Linked DNA regions of Zea mays: regions 2 and 3 are each linked to region 1. The links are chromatin contacts, called in public Hi-C maps. All regions are on one chromosome and are shown on one strand. Each heading gives the region's core, a stretch centred on a gene start, on an enhancer-like site or on the middle of the called end of the contact. The rest is flanking DNA. Distances are from core to core; before and after follow the strand shown.

Region 1 (4,101 bases), core at 800-3,299:
TTGCTTGGAGCAATCCACGGATTGGTAAAATGAAACAATCGTAGTCCATGTCTGTTAACGTTAGCCCCAAGCCCAGGGCATGCAGCATTGCAGCCTCTGAACTCGTGTTTCGTGTCTCGCCGTCTCGGTGACAGGTAACAACTCGCACCTAGGGCACACCGGCGAATTGGTCTTTATCTGTTCCGACGTCGTCGACTCATGTTGCCGTGGGGTGAGGAAATTTATTACGTCAATTAATGTAAGGTTTATTACAAGTATCTGCAATGCTCTTTTTAAAAGAATTTGCCTGCTTGTTAGACCAGCTTTAGTAGATAGTTTTATGGTCTTCTCGAAGCTGTCATATCATACATAATGAAATGAAACTAGGATGAAATATCTATTCATTATGTAAAAATTCATTCTACAATACACGGATATTCACGGTTCAGAGAGTTGTTAACCGTGCTCTAAATTTTACAATCATATTTATTTTTGAACTAAATTTTAATAAGAGACTTACTTTATTGTGAAGAAATATTTGAATCGTGATCCATTACCATCCTTAGATTCTCTTCTTAAATTCGCTTACATGTAAAGAAACACCTACATAGCAACCTATTTAATGTAAATGAAACTCATATAAAACTCTTACTAAGATTAACCTTAGGGCTCTTTTGTATTGAAGGATTATTTCCTGAATCTTTCTTTTTTTTCTGTGTTTTTGAACTAATTTCTGTAAAATTTCTATGCTATTTCTGTAAAATTCCTGTGTTTAAAAAAGCCCTTAGATCTGTCCCAGAAAATCCGGAGCCAAAGCTGTTGCATCTGCTCTTCATTCCTCTTAACCCAAACATGCCCTTAGGGCTTTGCGTCATCATTGGAATAACCAAGTACAGTGTATTTGTATCATCCTCGTTGAAGTTCTGTAGTTTGCAGCCGAAGAGCGACGAATGTCGCAGGGTCGCCACTGGCTGGTACCGCATGGTCAGGTTCATGTTTATCTTGCTAGCACTCACCCTGCCACCCCTGGTCTGAAGACATCCCCCATTATCCCCGTGTAAAGAAACTGGAAGGTGAGGTCGAAAGGTTCTTCAGTTCATTGATCTTTGCCATCTTTCTGGACACAGGTGCGTGATCGCGTATAACTCTTTTAACGCACGTGGTCTGGAAGGTGTGCAGCGATGACCTTTACAGCTTCTTTCGGTAGAGTTTTGTGCCTTATAGTCAATGATCACAGGTAGATCACCAAAGACTTCATGTGTTGACACGTCGCGTCGTCCAACCTTTCTGCTTAGCTGATCGTTCGAATTTCGAGCACGTGAGGTGATAGCGGGCTTGGGTTGCAGGTGCGCGTTGCAAGATTCTCCCTGAACTAGGATGATTTGAACCTGAGATTTTTACCGTTTTAATCAACACGCGCGCGCCGTGTATTGGGGGCTTGTTGCTTGGTGATGACATGATTATCCACGTTTCTCTACTTAATTGTTACGCGTTGCTAATTAATGTATAGTTGACAAACTGGTTGAATAATAATTTGTTGAAGACTCTTTAGCTGTAAAATCAGTTCGTCTATTAGCTCTTCTGTGGATGCATTAGAGCTGATTGGAGTTTAAAAAAATTAGCTAGATAATAATCAGCCTTGATATCGAGCACGCCTTTATTAATAACAAAAAATAAATCGTGTGTCGCTAGCGTGGTACAATTTTTGTGGATACCAAATCCTTGGGAAGTCAGGAAGGCACGTAGGAGGACCGTGTACGAACGGGAAAGAGGTACTACATGTACGGGTCTTATTTACCAAAACTGTATCATGGGGAACAGTCGGACGGACAGTGCCCCCAAAATCATTCGTAGCATGCTTCATTAATCACGGTACGGCGCGGCAGCAGCAGACGGTGAAGGTCAGCACGCCACGGTGCGTCTCCAACGAGGCATCGCGTCGCATCTCCACTCGTCCTCCAGCTGCTGGGGTTGCCGTCACCGTCAGGCGAGGTCGTCGCCTCGTGAGGAACAGGAACTCGATATTGCTTGTGCTTCCCGGTGGCCTCCGCGTTCGGTGTCCCGTCCCGTTCTCCAACCTGATGAGCGATCAGGCACTGTTCTCCAATAAACGGGCACCGCACGACAAACCCCGAGCGGCAGTGGGGAGGAGAAGAATCCAGACGGAGTCACGCAGACGCCATCACTACTACCACACCCGGCCTAACGAACTCCTCCCCACCCCAAGCCCCGCCCAGAGCGACCCACGCACCACGCCATGCGCCCGGGCGGCCTCCCGACCCAGCAGCCCGGCACGCCGGGCCGCGCGCGCCGCCGCCCGGATCTCACCCTCCCCATGCCCCAGCGCGAGGTCGCCACCTCCCTCGCCGTCCCGCTCCCTCTCCCGCCAGCCGCCGCCTCCGCCGGGGGGCCCACCCCGCCGGGCGTCACCGCGCCCGCCCCCGCGGCGCAGCAGCAGCAGCAGCCGCCCCCGCTCGCGGAGCTGGAGCGCGTGCGCCGCGTCGGCAGCGGCGCGGGCGGGACGGTGTGGATGGTGCGGCACCGCGGCACGGGGCGCCCCTACGCGCTCAAGGTGCTGTACGGGAACCACGACGACGCGGTGCGGCGGCAGATCGCGCGCGAGATCGCCATCCTCCGCACCGCCGAGCACCCGGCCGTGGTGCGGTGCCACGGCATGTACGAGCGCGGCGGGGAGCTCCAGATCCTGCTGGAGTACATGGACGGCGGGTCGCTCGACGGCCGCCGCATCGCCGCCGAGCCGTTCCTCGCCGACGTCGCGCGCCAGGTCCTGTCCGGGATCGCGTACCTCCACCGCCGCCACATCGTGCACCGCGACATCAAGCCCTCCAACCTCCTCATCGACTCGGCGCGCCGCGTCAAGATCGCCGACTTCGGCGTCGGCCGCATCCTCAACCAGACCATGGACCCCTGCAACTCCTCCGTCGGCACCATCGCCTACATGAGCCCCGAGCGGATCAACACCGACCTCAACGACGGCAGCTACGACGGCTACGCCGGCGACATCTGGAGCTTCGGCCTCAGCATCCTCGAGTTCTACTTGGGCAGGTTCCCCTTCGGGGAGAACCTCGGCAGGCAGGGCGACTGGGCCGCGCTCATGTGCGCCATCTGCTACAACGACCCGCCCGAGCCACCGCCCACCGCCTCGCGCGAGTTCAGGGGGTTCATCGCCTGCTGCCTGCAGAAGAACCCGGCCAAGCGCCTCACGGCCGCGCAGCTGCTGCAGCACCCCTTCGTCGCCGGCCCGCACCCGCAGCCCCTCGCTGCTCCTCCCCCGTCATGACCACACCACCATTTCGGCGGGTTGGGAGTTGGGACCAAAGTACGGATCTCGTCTCAGTTTGGCCTCCCTCCCTTGGCTGCAGGCAGTGTGGGACTCCAATCAATCCGGCGTTCCCTTGGATACAATACACGGATCTGATCCCTGATGTATCAAGGGAATTTGCTGGCCAATTTCGGGTTCTATCCTCCATCATCGACGTCCGCATCCATCCATGGTTGCTTCTGCTGCAGTTAAGGTCTCCTACCAATTTTGAGTGCTGTGTCCATCTCCAATTCTCCATCATCAATTCATCACCACGGTCGTCCTCAACCCGCTCCTCGCTGCTGCGATTTAAGGTTTCTTTCTCCTTCCTGTTGTTTGATGCTCTTTTCTTTTTTACTTCCAGCGATGATAGCATAACGAGAAAGAGAAAAAAAAAAGGTGTGTACAAATGATTTTGTAAAAGATCATATCATATGTCAAGTACAGAGAGAGGTCCACTTGCTACCGATTTTCATTGTTCGAAAAAGGTTTGCTTAGAAACTTAGGGGGTGTTTGGTTCTGTGGACTAAAGTTTAGTCCGAGTCACATCAAGCGTTTGACTTTCAAATAGGAGTATGAAATATAGACCCAACCAACTGTACTAGATTCGTCTCACTTTTTAATCTTCAGCTGAGAAATTAGTTTTATAATCCGACTACATTTAATACCCCGAACGGAGGTTCAAACATTCGATGTGATAGGAGCTAAATTTTAGTAGGGGCAAACCAAACACCCCCTTAAACTTCTCCTTTTTTTATACATATCTCCAATCTCCATGTAGCAGAGCAGAGCTGTCACAT
Region 2 (4,101 bases), core at 735-3,234, 430 kb before region 1:
CAGAGCTAACTATACCATGGAAACTTCGCATGCACTGTGCCACACTGCATGCTACTCATTGCGGTCGAAATAATAATAATAATAATAATAATAATGGTGCCACTCACACAGTCACCAACCAGGCTGGTCAGCGTGAGTCAAATTTTGACAGAGCAGAGGGGAGCACGCGCAGCTACAGTAAAGCTTGCATTTTAAATCCTTTCACCTAGTTTTTGTTCTCCTTTCAACCCGGGTTCAGGAGTCAGGACTCAGGAGTGCCCGTGCTGCAAGCAGCAAGCATCATTAGCTTAACAGAAACCAAACCATGGCAGATCCACCAAAAGGTGAACACGACCGGTGAGTCAAGCGGCACAAAAGCTGGCTCTGAATTTCACCGCGTCTTGCATTTTTGCGCTCTGAATCCTCTGATCCCTTCTGAATTAACAAGAGAGCTGATCCACGGAAACGGGCGCAGGGAAACACACGGGTGCTACTGCGATTACATCGGACAGTTAACTGGAACCGTGGTGGTTTCTCGTCTGGGGAAGATGAGCTCTGAGAACATCCAGTCCCCCCAAAAGGCAAGGCAAGGCAAGGCAGGCCCAGGCCGCGGGCAGGGACAGATCGCATAAGAACATTCTTGTGTCGGTGCTGCGTCCAGTCTCTGACGCTCCCTTTGGATGGTGGCCAGCGAGAAGCAGGCAGTACAACAAAGGGCAAAGCGCATCGCATCGCATGTGCGAAAGATGAATGGTTTCCGATGCTGATCCTTCTCCCAGCATCGCCTGACGTCCGCGTGTTTGGTACACCGGAATGTTTGGTTCAAACAACGATAATGATTATCAGTGATAACAAAGTTGAATAGACTAGTATTAGTTTCTAATGTGGTATCCGATTACGGTTAGTACTAAACAAATATGATTTAATATTATCGGTTATCAATCACGTTATAAATATGTAAACCAAACAGCACCTTAGCATCATTTTAGTAGTTAACCATAAAAGGTCATATGAAACTCAAGACTGAATTAGGTGAAAGGAATGCGACCAACGTCTCATGACCTTAGAGGTGAAAATGATGGAAGCTGTACAACATAGCTTAGGGCTAGTTTAGTAACACTATCTTTCCAAGAGATTTTCATTTTTCTAAGAAAATTAGTTTATTTTTTCTTAGGAAAATAGAAATCCCTTAGAAAAATGGTGTTTCTAAACTAGCCCTTACAAGAATTTACATGATTTTTTATGAATGCAAACTCATTTTTTACAAGATATAATTCACTGGACATATTTAGCTTTCAACATTAGGTGCAGAGCTGTAAAGGCGGGAGGACGCAATACGTAACACTTCTAATAGGCTATTTGGTTTGAGGAGTGACCCTGTCTGGTATTAGTGTATTCGGCATGTGTTCGTTCGACTATTTCTAGAGGAATGAGTAGATGTCGCGAATATACTAGCGCAGGGTGCAATCGTATGGCGGACAGATTAGTTCACTTCGTCAAACCAAACAACTAATCGAGGCTCGGACGCAGGATTCCGTAAACCAAACACGTCGTAAGTTCGGCAGTGCAATTGTTTGCTTCGTTTATATGTCAACAAATGCTAGAATTGATTTTTGAGTGAACTTCATTTGTGCGATGCTAGGACTTCGTAATATGTGGTCTGTTTGGAAATTCTACAGTGTATTATTTTTTTTCAAAAAAAGATGATCAAAACAACTTTATCTGCGTGCTGTAGAGTTCAACTTGAACAGCAGTCAGCAGCCCAAGCTGGCAAGCCCATAAGAAGCCCAGCCCACCAAAAACATCACACGGCTTCCGGGTCCAACCAAAAGTTCTGATTCCTAAACTGGCCCGTACTCCCGTCCAATCCCAACCCGGCAACGCGAGAATATATCAATCCATCCTCGCGTCGCGTGATCTCATCTCGCCCTCGCTCACCTACATCTCCGTCCGCAAGCGTCAGCCAGGCTGCCCCGGGAGGCCGGGAGGAAGCAGATCGGAGAAGGCAAGCCACGGATTTCCTTCTCGCCTTCTGGACCCCATGTACTTTTTTCCCCTGCCTCGAAACCCTAGATCTGGTTGATTCGTGGGCCGTCCTCCCCACCCCTCCCTCGGCCGAATTCCGCGTCTGGTTTTGGTCTCGAGTTTTAAGATCTGTTTGTTTTCGACTGGATTTTGAGCGATTCGTTGCTTTGCTTGGCGTGGCTCGTCGCTGATTCGAATGTTCTCGGTGGCTGTCTGCCTGGCTTTGCCGAAACCTAACTGCTGTCGATAACCGTTTGTGGCGAACGATTTGCAGGTGATCTGTTGTAATGGCTCGATTGTACATCGGCAACCTGGATCCCCGGGTGACCGCTCGGGAGCTGGAGGACGAGTTCCGCACGTTCGGGGTTCTTCGCAGGTCAGTAGTGCTCTCGCCTCAGATCCTTAGATTCGTGTGTCTCGTCTTAGAAATCCACGCGTGTCTACTTGTATGATCCCGTTCGGATGATAACCATAAGGACAGAATTTTGTTAGATATAGCGATCCTAAGCTGAAGTGTTGTAGGTTTATGATTTGGTGTCAGGTTAGTATCTGTCTGTCCTGGGTTGCAAGGACGATTGACTATTTCGTTAGCATGACAGTCACGAGTTGTACTGCAAATCGTCTCCTGTTTTACGATAAAATATACTGGTACTGTATATAATTGCCCTACCATACTTGGGAGATGTCGCCTTAATAATACGCATCATTCCCAAACATAACCTGTTGTACTTTGGTTGTGACAATTATTTCTTTGATTGAGCATGGTACGATTTGTCAAATTCACTGGTGATAGACCTTGGCTTACATTACTGTGGTCTGTGGGGGTTTACACTATCTGGATTCAAAATGAATGATATGGCCAGTATTTTGAACACCAAAGGATATGCTGTTCTGGACCCTGTACAAAGTTCTGTACCATTATATAATCGTTGAATGCATAGAATTACATCTTGCATTGATATATGCTGCTTGATGCTGATGATTTTGGTACACTTTTTTTCATGTTTTTGTGGAAGCAGTGTCTGGGTTGCTCGGAAACCACCTGGCTTTGCGTTTATTGATTTTGATGATAAGAGGGACGCAGAGGATGCAATCCGTGACCTAGATGGTATGTGATCAATGTATTGCTGTCAACATGTTATAAACCTCTATTGGTATGTTGTATCAGATGTTTATATGACATTCCATATGTTGTCGGTGTTATTTGTGAAGAATATCTGAGTTGGTACTAAATTACATTCAGAGCTCTATTTGGTATATGGAATATGAGTTTGGGTTTGGGCTTGGGTACACGCCTACCATCTGGTCACAGCTATTGGCTGTTGCAGGAGTAGAGAAAGTAGGAAACATTGAAAATGCTCATAATATAACAACTATAACTCAATTTATGTATGTTGTATGTTAAGCTTTGGCTCTGACAATTTGTTTGTAAAATTTCATTTAGATTGATGACACAAAATCAAGAAAGTCCTGTAGCCTGTTCATAATATAATACATATATCCTGTAGATAATGCTAGTCAATATCATATTGGAAACTGCATGCTCTAACGATATGAACTTATTTCTGTGCTTATTAGAAATAATCTCTGTTAAAGTTCAATCGATTTGATCTTTTGTGGTATTTTTCTTACCTTCTGATGTTATTTCTGTGCTTTATTTGTTTGATAGTCACAGTTTGTGTGCTTGCATGTTTATGATCATGTACAAATGTTTTAATCCTTGCTGATCATTTCAAGATTTTTATGGTTCTGTAGGCAAGAATGGATGGAGAGTTGAGTTATCTCGTAATGCCAGCGGTGGTCGTGGAGGTCGTGACCGGCATGGTGGGTCTGAGTCCAAGTGTTACGAGTGTGGTGAGACTGGCCACTTTGCTCGTGAGTGCCGTTTGAGGATTGGTTCTGGAGGTCTAGGCAGCGGAAGGCGCCGAAGCCGTAGCCGTAGCCGCAGTCGCAGTCCCAGATATCGCCGGAGTCCAAGTTACGGTAGAAGGTGAATGTACACGTGTTTCTTTTTCTACCCTATTCACTGACTATATACTTATTAGTGCATATACCCCTACTGTACTACAGACTTTATATCAAGGCCCCAAGCCACTT
Region 3 (4,101 bases), core at 594-3,093, 390 kb before region 1:
TTTTAAGTTGCAAATGAGGAAATTTCAAAACAAGAATGCAGAGCACATCATGAGTGTCAGTTACATTGTCAATGCCTTTTGCAATATATACCTAAAGTGCTTGCATAATTTTTTACTGGAAAACAAGGCTGCCAGAAGACAAGCACTGATATTGACCTAGAATATTAAAATCTATTGGCAGGAATGTTGAAAAGTAGGATTTACACTACCCGGTAAGGCTAGAATTCTCATAAACCTTGATAAGCTATATCCACACTTATCTAACTTCATGACTGAATAGTTGAGCTGGGAGAAGCTTGATAGATTTTGCAAGCATCAATTAGAGACAGTGAGGGTTGTACAGTTTAAGTAACAAATGTACTGTATGTTAAAGGAAGTGCAAAATAGAGTAAAGACCTGTGTCGGTGGCTTCCCCTTTCCCCGCATGCACCCAGCCACCAACACAGCAAGGGGAGTGATCCTTTTGATTGCAATATACATTGGGATGTTAACCCCTTTCAAGCTTGCTAGAGCAAATCCCACATTTGCATTGTAGAAAATTGACACTGGAAGAAGTTTCTTCGCGGTTATCCAGCTAAAGTCTTTTCGTTTAGACATTCCTAGAACTTGACCAAAATGTATCAGAAGTGCTGTTGCTATTTGCTGCAGAAAGTAACGGAGAAATTGAACAAAACAATCAGATTTAGTCAAACATAGAAGCATGCAATACTTTCCCGGCCGTGATGCTCAGCAATACCTGTAAAGTGAGGAGGGTCATGGAGTGAACATACTGCATAAGAACCGCTTTGTTCACGAAAACCATTGCCATAGATGCGACTCCATAGGAAAAGGCGGAAGCTAAGCTGCACAGGGAAATGGCCAGAACTTCAAATACATTGAAATCTGAATCTGGTCTGACCCAGTAGCTCTACGCAAAACCGGTTTTCTTTTCTCCAGAAATTAAGCATTACAATATTTCTAAAGATGTTTATGACCTTAGTAACAAAGAACATGACCCTAGCCATTCTTGCAAAAGTTGAACTTGATACTATCTCCTAAACCAAGTGAGATCTGGTAGGTTCGATTTAACTATGATGAAGCGCAGAAGAGTGTTTATTTTTAGACGAGTGTGTAGTTTAAGTATGCCACCACATCAAGCGGCCAGAGAGTCAGATACTCAGATAGTTGACTGCATACATACAGTACCATTGAAGGAGGAGGACTTTATACGCTACTAATTATATTCCGAGACGCGACGAAATTGTTAACGAACCAACCAGTTTCTTTCTTTCAGAAATAAAGGACGTCTAAAACCCAATGCCTCTACGCTACGAGCACAACAATCTGCAAAAGAAGCAGAACTGCAGAGGATTAGTCTGCCAAACGCCCATGAATATGGGCTTGCCTGAGGGCGGGGCACAACGAACCAAATCCCCATTCACTTGTTTGCTAATCTGACGAACCAAATGACAGCAGAAGGGGGCAAGAAATTATACATGGAAACGCCTTCCCCGCACGATTCCACCATCCAAATATCGTGCAAGTATTCAAATCCCCCCAAAGCATCGCGTGAAAACCGGCAGGGCGCCGCCGCGCAGTTGCCAGCATCCCCCTCCTCCCCCTCCAGTCCCCACCCCAATCATCATGCGGGGAGGAGGGTAAAGCAAAGCGGGGCAGTGCGGCGGAGATGCGCAGCAAGAAGAACAAAGAAAGGAATAGCGGGAATTCATGCTCACCTGAGGATGGAGCTGGGCTCGCCGGCCTCCGCCCCCATGTCGCCCCTCGCGCTCCCGACAAGCCGGGCTGCCGTTGCGCGTGACCCCTGCTCCGTGTCCGGGCGCGCGCTACATGGACCGGCCGTGCCTGCCGAAGCGTGTGGCCGTGTCCGTGTGGCCGTGTGGGGAGATCCGGATTCCGGAGCCGCTGGTTGACGTCATTCTCAACGTTGTACTCATTATTAAATGTAGTTACTCATTAAATGTAGTGACACATTATCAAGATTAGTGACATATCAGTGCAATTAAGAGAAAAGATATAGAGAGGGTTTTATAAAAAATAATGGAGTTTTATGGGAGATGAAACTCTGCATACACGGTTACTTAGTTTAAATCTGACATGACAATATTGAAAACAGTACAGACATGTTTAGAAGCAAATTATTTTAAAACTATAGTATCTCCAATACCATGGTTTTACCTTAAAACTCTAAAAATACTTTGTTTCTAAACACCTCTACACTAAAACATATTACTGAGAATGTCCTTATCAAGCGGGTTAATAAACTGACTTCGCTAGTAATAATATTGGTTAATTGTATATGGTTACTTGGTTAGCGGGCGGCATGGAGGCAAAGCACGCGCGAGCAGCGTGAGGAGTGAGTGAGCACGAAGCGATGCGCCGCTCTTTTTCGCGCCCAAGCTTTCCATGGAGACTGGCCTAGTGGAGGATGCAGAACTGCATATCAATCAATTTCTATTCAGCCGGTGGATGTCTTTAACTCACTGGCTTGACTTTCCTGCCTCGGACTTCGGGTTGGCGTTCCCAAGTTGCCATATCAGTGCTATATAAAATATCATATCGGTGTTGTATGAGAAACTACAAACTACAAACTACAGAAAGGTCCCGTTTGTTTCATTTTATTTTGAGGAATTGAAATCTTACTAATGAAGTAGACTATTTTTTAGGATATAACATTCTACCACTTTCCAAAATTACCATATAAGCCTATTTCAAATTCATGGGGTGAGAAATGAAAATTCATTTTATAGATTTACATACTATTTTTCCGATATACAACTTATAGCACACTCTTCTACTTGCTTTTCTATAACATAAATATAGTATATAATTATCTCTCTTATATGATTTAGAATAATACACAAATATATTACATATATAAATATATGAACTTAATTAGTTTTGTCTAAATTATAATTATTAAAATAGAATAGAATTCTAATGAAACAAACGGGCCTTAAGGTTTTCTTCGACAGGACATAACGTATAAAGTACTATTTTACACCGTAGATTACATTGTTAACAGAGTAGAGTTTAAAATACAGAGTGAAATAGGGAATACAACAACGAGATAGTTTAACAATGACAAAAAAGGTCATGTACCTATAACTAGCTCTTTTTTCCTTGACGACTCCTTGAATATTATGTCAAAATTCGATTTTCCTCCTCGCCCATAAACCTAGATGTTAGTGGGGGTGTTTGTATGCGTCAGAGCTAATAGTTAGTTGGATAAAAATTGTTAATGAAATTAGTTAGATAACAAATAGCTTATTTACTAAAAATAGCTAATATTTGAATTATTAGCTAGGGTGCCCTAATAACTATTAGCTCTAATGCATTCAAATCTTCCCTAATAATTTACACAATATTTATATTTCCACTATATAAATCATGATCTATATCTATCCGCCTACCTATCTATTTATTTACCTATCTCTTTTATAAAAACAAACGACATTATCCTCCGACCTCTACGTGCAAGCATCCCACGTATCATTAGGCATGGTAATAGATCACGATTCAAATGTTTCTTTATAATCTATTAGGGTCCTAAATTATTTTTAATTTAAAAATAAATACAAATAGAGTCTGATCCTGATTCGATCCTTAAATTTTATAGTGTAAAATTTAGGACCTATTATCACCCATACTTATCATACTCCACTAATTGCCATATCATCCTAATAAATGCTACATATTTCATTAAATATATTTATTATTTTTTGTCGGCGTTTTGACCCCGGGGGGTCCCCGGACCGACGAGTAAATTGTCGTCGCGTGTCCCAGCCCAGATGGGTCGGCGCGAGACGGAGCACGAAGGGGGGAAAGGAGACAGGCAAAAGGGGAAACCCGCGGCCTTCGTGTTGTCCTGCGCCCAGGTCGGGTGCGCTTGCAGTAGGGGGTTACAAGCGTCCGCATGGGAGAGAGCGAGAGACTTGCGCGTCGGTCCGTTCTCCCGCGCGGCCAACCTTCTCGTACGAGAGCCCTGGACCTTCCTTTTATAGGCGTAAGGAGAGGGCCCAGGTGTACAATGGGGGATGTAGCAGTGTGCTAACGTGTCTAGCAGAGAGGAGCTAGAGCCCTAAGTACATGCCGTCGTGGTAG

The links. A called contact is a pair of places that touch in the nucleus more often than the background predicts.
Region 2: a contact with region 1 is called in a Hi-C map of tassel, with 3 times the contacts expected there. The contact joins the promoter of LOC100282961 here to the promoter of LOC100383746 in region 1. A contact is called at or near these places in 2 of 25 Hi-C or Micro-C datasets (ear and tassel).
Region 3: a contact with region 1 is called in a Hi-C map of tassel, with 2.1 times the contacts expected there. The contact joins the promoter of LOC100272372 here to the promoter of LOC100383746 in region 1. A contact is called at or near these places in 2 of 25 Hi-C or Micro-C datasets (ear and tassel).

What each region holds. Positions count from the first base shown.
Region 1 is chr9:13,253,277-13,257,377 of Zm-B73-REFERENCE-NAM-5.0, reverse strand. LOC100383746 (putative MAP kinase family protein) reads left to right here and starts at 2,049. Exons shown (of 1, transcript NM_001176382.2): 1 at 2,049-3,508. The coding sequence starts at 2,237. The coding sequence ends at 3,280. It overlaps LOC100383072 (DNA-dependent metalloprotease WSS1), which reads left to right. Exons shown (of 5, transcript XM_008660960.3): 5 at 1-301.
Region 2 is chr9:13,683,995-13,688,095 of Zm-B73-REFERENCE-NAM-5.0, reverse strand. It overlaps LOC100282961, which reads left to right and starts at 1,984. Exons shown (of 6, transcript NR_159534.1): 1 at 1,984-2,380; 2 at 3,024-3,112; 3 at 3,760-3,994.
Region 3 is chr9:13,646,430-13,650,530 of Zm-B73-REFERENCE-NAM-5.0, reverse strand. LOC100272372 (UDP-N-acetylglucosamine (UAA) transporter family) reads right to left here and starts at 1,843. Exons shown (of 6, transcript NM_001146853.1): 1 at 1,716-1,843; 2 at 737-842; 3 at 397-642. The coding sequence starts at 1,753.